Linked DNA regions of Zea mays: regions 1 and 3 are each linked to region 2. The links are chromatin contacts, called in public Hi-C maps. All regions are on one chromosome and are shown on one strand. The core of a region is the stretch at or near the end of the contact, and the rest is flanking DNA. Distances in the headings are between cores, read along the strand shown.

Region 1 (3,387 bases), core at 595-3,094, 130 kb before region 2:
TTGGATCAAAAATTATGACCCGCTGCATTGGTCAGGTCGAGTCAGACTAGATTTTTAGGTAGGACAGGTCAGATCGGGTTGGTCAGATCGAGTGGCCCATAATTAGATCTAGTTGTACACAGTGTACGTGGTAGATTCTAGACCTTAGCAAATAAGATCCTGAAAAGATTATCAATCAAGATATCACGCACAGCTTTGAATGCATCATATGCGAGTGAATTATATATTTTTTTATTGTTTTTAACTGCTACTATTATATGCAACATATATTCTGGTTAAAACATTGTCATAAAAGTTGCAGACCTTTTTTTTAATGTGGAACTAGATTTTTTTATTTTAGTGCCAACATAGTAACTGTACAATACAATGTGAGCGAAGCAAACCATCGCTAGCACTGAGACTCCCCCCCCCCTCCCTGCCCCGTGCAATCTTTTTTGACAAACATTTTCATGTGCATAAATAATTGTAAGCGTGAAAAAAAATCAATTTGCTACGGGTAGCTGGTACTTTAGGAATCTTGCTAAACGGCACCGGTACATGAAAATTGAGAAACATTTTTACATGTGCATTTGTTGTGTGTCCTGTACCAATAGCTACACTTTTAATAAATTCCACTATCTCGCTTCTTTTTTTTCAAAAAACACTATGTATCGCTGAGCAGAAGTCAAATAAATATTATTCCACAGCAAAAAAACAGAATTATAAATAAATATTGGTTAAACGTGGCTAAATAAAGAAGATGGTGGTGATGTGGTCAAACTTTTGGGAAAAAATGTATTCTCCGAAATTTAAACCAATCAATCCGACCATATCCGCCAAACAGCCTAAACACCGTGAAAAACTGTACAGGATTAGCAAAATATCACATGTGACGCACCAAAACATGTGTCAGCGTCAGCGCCGAACATCCCCGGCTGGGATTCGAGGCACGGAAGGACAAAAGGGAAGTTGCTAGCGAGTTCAACAATGTCATCCGGTAGCATCTACAATGCTTCTAAATCTGTGATACGTCCGAGGTCCTCCTAACAGTTGGTTTTGCCTTTCCGCGTTCCATCATTTCCTAATGCAAATATACACGATTTTTACTAGGTTCAAAGAGAAGGGGAAAAAAAAAGCTTTGCGCTAATCATGGCTGCATTTTCGTCAGGGTAGCAAAGCAAAGGGAAGAAAAATAACAACGACGACATTTTTCAGTCATCCCCCCCACCAAAGCATTAGCATCCCAGCTGGCAGCTACTGCGTGTTACGCTCAATCCACTAATCGCTTTATGAATCCTCACAAGCAAGGCACCGATTCACAGTCTATGCCCCCAAATTTTTCGCGAGTTGCACAGCGAATTGCGCCAGGTCGTAAGGGAGTCAACAGGGACCGATCTTGCGCGTCAGAGAAAACAGGAACGAAATCGAGCCATTGAATTAACATCAATGGATGCATGTATTAGACCACTAGCCTGTCGCCAAGCAGAGAAATCCGCTTATAAGTTTTATATATAACCGATGGGCTGGACGATGTAGAGATGCGGATTCGATTGCGCGCACAGGGATGAGATCCCACGCAAGTACGCAACACAGTTCAAGTAACCATCCATCGAAGCAAGATGAGGAAGGAGGCTTACCAGAAAATGGAAACGCCCGCAGGCCCGGACGGATCTCCACTCCACGCGATTCAGCCGAGAGGGCAACGACGAAGACGAACGAGGAAACACGCGAATTACTTCGAGATGGATGACGTGCTCCGGCGGCGGGATGCCGGAGATGCGACCGCTGGCGAAGTGGACGTGCGGCGGCGATGGTGCTGCCTGGCGTGGCGCGGGCGCTGCCGAAGTGCAGAGGACGACGATGGTGTGTGTGTCTGTGTGTGAGACGGACTGAGACCGTGTGAGAGTTGCTTTGAGGCTAAACGGGGCAGCAGAAGGGAGGACGTGGAACTGGACCCAGAGAATTTAAGCGGGCTAGGCCGGGCCAGTAGAAATCCTACTGGGCTTACAGAGGCCTCACTGAACCACCCTGTTACATTACTGGGCCTAGGCTTGGCTATAGATTTTGAACTCTTTCGCTGCCGGCTTGATCAAACTAGTAGTGTGTCGTCTGCGCTAAAGCTACGTTAAACTACAAAACATGATAAAATTTATAAAATAAATAGCTATATCTATTAATATTAGCGTATTATACATAGTACAACTAAATATTTATGTGACATAATGAATATTATCTCTATTTCTTTATTGTCGCATTTTTGTTGAAAAATAAACTAGCAGACTCAAGAGATCAAGTAGAGACTTCATAGAGGAGCGGTTGGGTGCTTTGAATCTACCTCAATGTGGGCTATGGGTGACCGGCAAGTCATTGACACCACGAGAAAAATCATTGTGTCAAGTGTTGTCAACTCCCCGTTGGTTTTCAACTTTCCTCACTAGCTTGTATTTACTTGTTCATATGCTTATGCTAGTGAGTATTTGTTGCTCTTGTATATCTAGTCATACTTGTTGTAAAATAATTACTCACTTGTTAGCTTGTGTAGCTGATCCATTTTGCTTAGCTTGTGTAGCTAAGTAGTTGTTTCTCTCTCGTTGTGCTTGTGTAGTGCAACTAGTGAGTTTTGCTAGTAGTGGCTTGTGCTTTGTGCGCTTTGCTTAGTAGTATGGTTAGGAGCTCTCGGTGTGCTTAGAATTATAGTTGCATAAGTTTGTATGATCTTGCTAACTAGATTTAGGTGGGAGAGCTCTTTCACTAACTTGGCACCTTAGTTGCTTCGATTAGAATCTTTTGTCAGGTGTTTGTTATAGTTAAAGGGGTACAGTCTTGGCTAGACCAAAACAGTATTAATTCCAAATTTATTCGTGTTAGCCAACATAATTAGTTTTAGAAAGAACTATTCACCCCCATCTAGTCCATCATCTAGATCCTACAAGTGGTATCGGAGCCTGGTTCTCTCATTTGGTGGCCTTAACCAACCCGAGAGTAAGTAGGATGGCGACTAAAGGTATAGTGGTTACTTGTGATCCACACATTTGGCACACACTTTGCACAGAGGAAAGCTTGTAAGAGTTATTATTCCCGTGTTATTGATGCGAAATTATGGTGGATTGTGAGTGTTGGCTTTTCTAGTCCCTTGGATGAGAAAACAAAAGATCTCACCCAAGCCAAAGATAAATGCTTACATCTTGAATACCAAGATACTAACATTTTATATCAATGGATAAGTGATGAGGTGTTCAAGGAAATTATGTATATGAATACCGCTGATGATATTTGGACATAACTTGATGGTGTATATGGGAGGATCTCTAACGAGGATGTTGAGCACATCCACAACATAGTGGTTGTGGAAGATTGCTCCACCTCATGGTCAAGTGATGATGATGAAGGCATACCATAAGTTCACTT
Region 2 (3,845 bases), core at 1,342-3,841:
AAAAAGAATGTAAACTCACCGCTTCCATTAGTGTTTGAACATCTGCATCAGGCATTTGGTGACCAAACTTATGCAGACCAAGCTTCAGCTCCTCGAAACTAAGCATTTGATCCTTGTTAAGATCCATCTTCTCAAACATATCCTTTATGTCAGCAGCCTCTTCTACCGAAAGATGCTCAGCTATAACCTGTTTTCAAATATGTGAGGATTCCCAGAGTAAGTATGACAATTAAAGGGGTACCATTTGTGGTCAGGTCAGATTGAAATGTACCCTAAGTGCATGCTTCTTGAACTTGTTCATCACAGAGAATTGTTGGAGTCTGGCCTTAACAGTTTCACCCAAATTGACATTTGGAGCCTTCTTAATGTTCTGCAACCATGGGTGACCTGGAGAGAGATACAAGGTTATTAGACAAATATATAGGGAAGAACACTTATGAAATATTATAACATTATCTTCCATCAATGCTAACGCAAGGTTCAGCAATCTAAGATAATAATTTTGCACAGGTTTAAGATAGAAAAAACTGAGCAAAACACAATACAGCCATCTAGTGTGAAAATGGTTATTACCAAGCACTTGGTGAGCTGTCAATCGTCGTTTTGGGTCCGGATTCAGCATTCCTCTGACAAGGTCTTTGGCGTTATCAGACACCCTTGGCCATGGATCTCTTTTGAAATCAATGACAGATCGAATGATTGCCTGAGCAACACCCTGTTCCGTTTCTGCATTGCAACATTGAAACACAAAAAAAGTCAAAAACATTTAACAACGAAAAAAAATAAGATGCATTTTTATCTTCTACAGCCCCATCTCCCAATCACCACACCCAAATTCAATGTCAAGAAAAAGAGTATCAGTCCACAGTATACCATATTGAGCATTTGAATTTACAAGTGATTAGAACGTATTTCTTTTCTGTTATTCTCAACATTCTAAACAGTTAATGTTTACAGATGTATCAAAACTGTCCATCATTCCAGATACAAAACTAACCTGCCCAGAATGGGGGGACACCACAAAGAAGAATGTACAGAATCACTCCTGCACTCCAAACATCAACCTCTGGGCCATAGTTTCTCTTTAGCACCTCTGGAGCCATGTAATAAGGACTTCCAACAATCTCAGAAAACCGTTCGCCTACACAAATTCAAATTCGGTTCTTCAACATATGCCATGAAACCAAGCAGCAAAAGGGATAAGACAGACCACCACAGTCGAGTGATCATATTGTCAACAAGATGACATTATTGACAATGACTGATGAAGAAAAATGACAAATAGATAAAGGAAAACAAACTGCACCTGGAGTGAAAAATACAGACAGGCCAAAATCAATGGCCTTAAGTGCCGCTGATTCTTTCTTGTTTGCAAACAAAAAATTTTCTGGTTTGAGATCCCTGTGCATCACTCCATGCTTATGGCACATCTGACATTGCAAAAGTTAACTCATCATTATGATTATGAACGAGTTAAATACTGAAGAAATGAAATCACAACCTATCTAATTACAGGATGATAACCATGGAATGATACTCTAAGCTAGCAGCCAGAAGCCCAGAATGAACACAGTTAAACATTTACTACTGCATAACCTATCGAATAAACTATTGAGAAAGTTATCATATTAGTGACCAGAAACTGACCCCACACGACATAATGAGAGTAACCGAAACACGTGTAACTACATTCATTTGTAATTTTGCTGTCCAACAGTAATGATTCTACTACGTATAGTCAAAATCTCACCTGCACGACCTCAACGATAGTGCGTAAGACCAAGGCGGCAGCACGCTCAGTGTAGTGTCCCCGCGCCACGATGCGGTCGAAGAGCTCACCGCCCTCGCAGAGCTCCATGACGAGGTGCACGGCATTGTCGTCCTCGTACGTGTCCCTGAGCGTGACGACGTTGGGGTGCTTGGGGAGGTGGCGCATGATCTCCACCTCCCGGCGCACGTCCTCGAGGTCGACGGCGGTGCGGAGCTTCTTCTTGGAGATAGACTTGCAGGCCAGCGCCTCCCCTGAGGCACGGTCTGTGCAGAGGTAGGTAACCCCGAACTCGCCGCGCCCGAGCTCCGCGCCGAGCTCGTACCGCGCCGCGATGTCCCGCCCCGTGGGATCCCGCAGCACCACCAGCTTTGGCGCGCTCGCCTGCCCCGAGCGGTTGTACTCGATCGAGAAGGGGTTCGGCTTCTTACCCTTCTTCTGCTTCGGCTCCTTGGGCTTCTTGCCGCCGCCGGCGTCGTCGGCTGCTTTCGGCGTCACGCAGCAGTTGCCCATCCCCAGCCGCCGCGGAGATCCGACAGTCCCGGAGAAGGCGAATTAAGGAACCGCACGGCCGGCGGAGATCTGTTGGGGGCGGAGAAGGACGGGGGTGGACAGAGCGGCCGAGGAACGAACAGCGCGTGCGCGTTTGGAGTGCGCGGTTGTATGGAAGCGGAGGCGGCGAGCGAGGCGAGGGGTTAAATCGCGCGGGGATTCGGTGTAGACGGGGTCAGCGGTGGCGGCGTCTAGCCCCCGTGTGGGAACCCGCCACTGGTAAAGCCAAGCCCAGCGACGGGGCCGCGGAAGAGGAGGCAACGGAGGAAGGTGGGAGCCGAGCCGAGCGAGGGAGGAGGTGGTCAAACACGACATCACTCACGCATTTCCTCTTCCTTCGTTATTTCTTTTCTCCTCTCGCTTTCATTTTATTTTATCTTGTTCGTATTTTTTTTAAATTCAGGTCGAATTTTGTTTTTACTTTTCCTATGATTTTATCTTATTTCCGCTGGTGACTAGTATATATTTAATGGCCTTACGGGAGAGGAGACATTGATGGAAGAGTGAAGAGGACTGAACGGAAAAGGAGATTAGGTGAGGAGATTTAAAATGACATTGCGCAGGATTCGTGCAATCTTGGCCGCCTAATCATAGCGGACAGGTCGACGTTTTGATGGTTGCAAAAAGCGTAGCTCGCTACACTGATTAAGCGGCGAGCGGAATTTCTGTTCAAAGTTAAATCGAGAAGAGTAAGATATGTCACTCATCTGGATATTCACATTCATGTTCATTTCATTGTTTGTTTTGCAAAATATCAAATAGTTACAAGTGTTGGAAACGTGTGAAGGAATCGCCGGATAAAAATCACAAAGCAAAAGGGTGAAAGTGAGACCATCTACTTTGATGCTACGACGACAACAACCTATTAGTTATGGGTTGGTTACACATGGACTTGCTTAGAACGCAAGGGTTCCTTCAATTCCTTCAAAACTTTTAAGTAGGTTTTCAGAATGAAGATGTTTGATACATTTTTTTTTGCGATGACCGTGGTGGACTCCAGAGATCCTGACATACCTTTTTTAAAAAAAATGAAAGAAATGGGTGTAGATTTTTTAAAGGAATCGGAACTGTCCAAAAATATTTATGCACTCTTTGGAATAAACTGTTATGAATAGGGTTATTCCTAATGCTAGGTTTCATTGCCCTGTTTTTAATAATGCCGCATCAGTTTTGTTAATGAAACCGTGTATAATGGATGAAACTCAACTTTCATGAAACGATGTTGTGCATTCTTAGGCTTCTGTGTTTGAAGGAACAATAATCTTGAGGGAAAAAATGACTTTATAGGTTTATTTTATAGGTCTATTTAGTGAAACTTCATCAACTCTAGATTTCCTAAAAGTATATCTGAATTAAATTTTTACCTAAACATGTTTAGATTTGAAAGTATCTAGATATCTAGTTGGTTTCCAGTGATTGCAAGATTATCATGACTAGTTTATGGTTTATACAGATAAATTGAGTTAAGTCACAATATTAGAGACTAGTTGGGCTTTATGTGGTTTTCACATAGAAAACAAATCTA
Region 3 (3,603 bases), core at 1,095-3,594, 160 kb after region 2:
GGACGACGAGCGAAGCTTCGGTCGCCCTCCGTGCCTGTGCATGCACCTCTCCCCGCCCCGGTCCGGCCGCAAAGCCGCTGGACGCACGACACGGATCGTTCTCGACCGCGCGCGCGGTAGTATAGTACAATACGACGTGGTGGCGCTCGGGCCAACGGCGAGATCGATCGCCGTGGAGAAAGGCGCCTGCTGACTGCGCTGCGCTGGGTTGCATCAACGCGTGTTTGGGTAGCTGTTTTACAGCTGCGGATGATGGCAACTAATGCTACACGCCGGTTCGGTCAGGAGCAAGGAAGGAACGGTACATAACTACATACGTCAGGTCAGGTGAATTTACAAAACAGATATATGGAGGGCGACGCGTTCACGTTTACGGAACAGTGATGAGTTGATTAGTCGCCGGAGATACGTAGGGTAGTAGGGTGTATCCAGCTGGTCGCCCTGATTGCATGGTCGATTCCTGCGCATGTGCAGGGACATAAATGTTTCTTTTGCCAATTGTACCTTTAACTATAATTTTACCTCTTGTTTTTTCAATTTTATAGTTTTACCGTTGTTTGGATATTTTATTATTCACATCAATCCACATGTATTGATATAGATTGAAGTGTAAATTTACGCTTCAATCTATCATAATACATACGGATTAAAGTAAATACTAGAATATTCAAACAAGTCCTGACATATTTTCTTACAACAGCGGTACTGTCTATCTCAGATAGGTCCTGTAATTGTTTTACAATTTTTTGTCGAGTACAGCTCTTCCTGTTTTTCCGGTACGCTTTCTGCTCTCATCTATAGTCATACTATTAGTACCTAGTACCTACGATGAGTATTATATTCTCTCTCACTAATTTTAGCAGTATGGAGCAATGTTGCTACGACTACGACGCAGTCACGAGCAGTACCAAACAGGCCCTAAGTAGGCCACACCGTACCTGTTTAAGGGCCCGTAGTTACGATTATGGGCCTTGAGCCCGTTATTATGACTACGGGCCTTCGTTTCCGCGCTGCCAATTCACCGGGACAGAAGAACACGGCGCGAACTTCAACAAATAGCAAGCACAGATGCAACTTTACAAGAAAGGGATCCCCGCTCCAGTATTAATGACCACTGTACTTTCACTTTGCAGTACACTCGAAAATGAACGAGCAACCTTCCTAGCCAGGGTACTTTCACTTCAAATGTGCAATGTATAGGATCTGTTTGGTGTTATTTATAAACCGTTTATGGTTAAAATAAACTGAAACTAGATGGGGAAAAAAAGGATAATGACTAAGAAAGTAAACAACAATTGTCAAAGTTATTTCTTATGTGTGATGATGACCCCACCACAAGTGTATGCTGGCCTAATGCTTAAAGTTATTTTTTTTAATGCATGGTGTGTCTATCATAGCAATTGGGTGATGCGGCATAGCATTATCTATAATCGTGATAATGTAGGTATTGTTTAAGTGGCCAGAGAGAATCCAAAATCTGTACCCCGATGAACAATAAATAGCTTGATAGTTGTCACTTCTAACTGTACTTACTAGTAAGAACAAACAAACTAAACCATTTTTAGATTCTCACCACATTAGGATCCTCATCCTTGTGTTCAAATTATCATGAGCTGCTAAATATTAGTGTAACTAGTTTCTAATTAAACGATATCCATTATTACTCCTAATTAATATTAAGAAATGCGATGTAGCCAACCAAGGCCACGTTTGGTTTGATCGGCTAAAGATTACTCACTCCATTTTAATGAGTTGTGTTATGAATACTTTTAAGGGATGTTTGGTTATTTTAGTCACCTTTTAAATTTTAGTGACTAACTCTAGTTCTTAAAAAAATATATTTTAGTATCTCGTTTGGTATGTTAGAAACTAAAAGTGTCACTAAAGTTTAGGATACACCAACCAAACACCCTCTAAATTAGATAGAGACTAAACTTAGGCCTCCAACAAACTTTAGTCGTGAACTATGAGAATGTTTGAATGTATCATAATTAATAGTTACCTGCTAAAATTAGTTGCATATATCTAAACAATCTATCTAATAGTTCAATTATTAGTTATTTTTAGCAAATTAATTAATAGTTAGCTAGATATTTGTTAGCTAGCTAATTTCACTAGAATTTTTAGCCAACGGACTATTAACTCTAGTGTATTTAAACATTTCTAAGAGAGCTGATTTGGTGAACAAGTATCACGATAGGAATCACAAAATAGCAATTAAATTTCTTTTCATGATCTCTCTCGATCACGGGTCACTAAACCACCATAAAAAATACCAAACACTCCTTAAACTTCAACCAATCACCCCTCGTTGACCTAGTAAACTCCGGTATCTCGCCTGTCTGATGGCCGCCACAACCGCCGCCGACGCATTCCCCTCCACCGTCTCCTCAGACTCGGACTCCGACGACCTACTTCTCCCGAACCTCCTCCCCTCCACCACCACCGCACCCGCACCCTCCTCCCCATCGCGCGAGCAGCTCCACCACTTCCAAATCCCCTCCCTCCCGTCCCCCATCACCGTCCGCGCGCTCCCGTCACGGGGCCTCTCGTTTCAGCTCTGGCCCTCGGCCTCCACCCTCCTGCGAGTCCTCCCTGCCACCCCGTGCCTCCTCCCGCGCCCGCCCGCGCTGGGGAGCCCGCTCAGCGTCCTCGAGCTCGGCTCCGGCACCGGCGCCGCGGGGCTCGCCCTGGCCGCGGCGCTCCCGGCGCGCACCGTCCTCTCCGACCTCCCCGACGCGCTCCCCAACCTCCGCCACAACGTCGAACTCAACGAGCACCTCCTCGGCTCCGCCGGTGGCGCGGCCTCCGTCGTGCCGCTCCGATGGGGCGACGCCTCCGCGATGGCGGACGTGGCCGTGGCGCAGACGGCGTCCCCGTTCGACCTCGTCGTGGCGTCGGACGTGGTGTACTACGAGGAGTTGGTGGACCCCTTGATAGAGACGCTGCGGTTCTTTGTGAAGGGGGAGGTGGCATTCGTGATGGCGCACATGAGGCGGTGGAAGCGCACGGACAAGAAGTTCTTCGGCAGGGCGAGAAAGCTGTTCGACGTTGAGGTGGTTCACGAGGATCCACCGCTCGAGGGCTGGCGCCACGGGCCGGTGGTTTACCGGTTCACCGCCAAGAAGCAGCACGGCAAGAAGTGAAGAAACTACCTTAAGGTAAAGGCTGCTTGCTTGCCTATCTGCATGTGTTCATGTTGCAGCGCTGCTGCTGCTGCTGTTTGTCCTCGTTTGTTGCGTGCTAGATTCCAATGTTGGAAACAGAAAGTAGTTCCTTGGAACAATGTGCAACTCTGGACCAAAACTGGGTTGAATTTGCAGGCATATTGATTTACATTGTATCGGTGAGGTTTTGCTCTGGTTTACTATATACTATCTAGTTTGATGAGTTCAATGTAAGTGTCATATTACATTTTTCGAATTGAGGAATCTTTATTCTTCTCTGTTTTTGGTGGTAGCTCATGTTGAGTTTCAACTCTAACCTAGCCAAACTTGTAGGGTAAAAGGCTTTTTTGTTGCTGAAGGATCTTGTTCTTATGTATGATACATTTTCCTAAAAAATCTTATATATGGTAAAATATATGATGTGAAATACTAGGTA

The links. Hi-C and Micro-C count contacts between places; a contact is called where the count stands out from the background.
Region 1: a contact with region 2 is called in a Hi-C map of ear, with 1.9 times the contacts expected there. The contact joins the promoter of LOC100279470 here to the promoter of LOC100285166 in region 2. A contact is called at or near these places in 4 of 25 Hi-C or Micro-C datasets (bundle sheath, ear, leaf and 1 more).
Region 3: a contact with region 2 is called in a Hi-C map of bundle sheath, with 2.0 times the contacts expected there. The contact joins the promoter of LOC100277827 here to the promoter of LOC100285166 in region 2. A contact is called at or near these places in 8 of 25 Hi-C or Micro-C datasets (bundle sheath, ear, endosperm and 4 more).

The regions. Positions count from the first base shown.
Region 1 is chr7:167,686,323-167,689,709 of Zm-B73-REFERENCE-NAM-5.0, forward strand. It overlaps LOC100279470, which reads right to left and starts at 1,845. Exons shown (of 4, transcript NM_001360975.1): 1 at 1,617-1,845.
Region 2 is chr7:167,818,027-167,821,871 of Zm-B73-REFERENCE-NAM-5.0, forward strand. LOC100285166 reads right to left here and starts at 2,592. Exons shown (of 8, transcript NM_001158060.1): 1 at 1,751-2,592; 2 at 1,307-1,430; 3 at 998-1,141; 4 at 574-726; 5 at 272-387; 6 at 20-187. The coding sequence starts at 2,281.
Region 3 is chr7:167,979,937-167,983,539 of Zm-B73-REFERENCE-NAM-5.0, forward strand. It overlaps LOC100277827, which reads left to right and starts at 2,345. Exons shown (of 1, transcript NM_001151296.2): 1 at 2,345-3,445. The coding sequence starts at 2,346. The coding sequence ends at 3,146.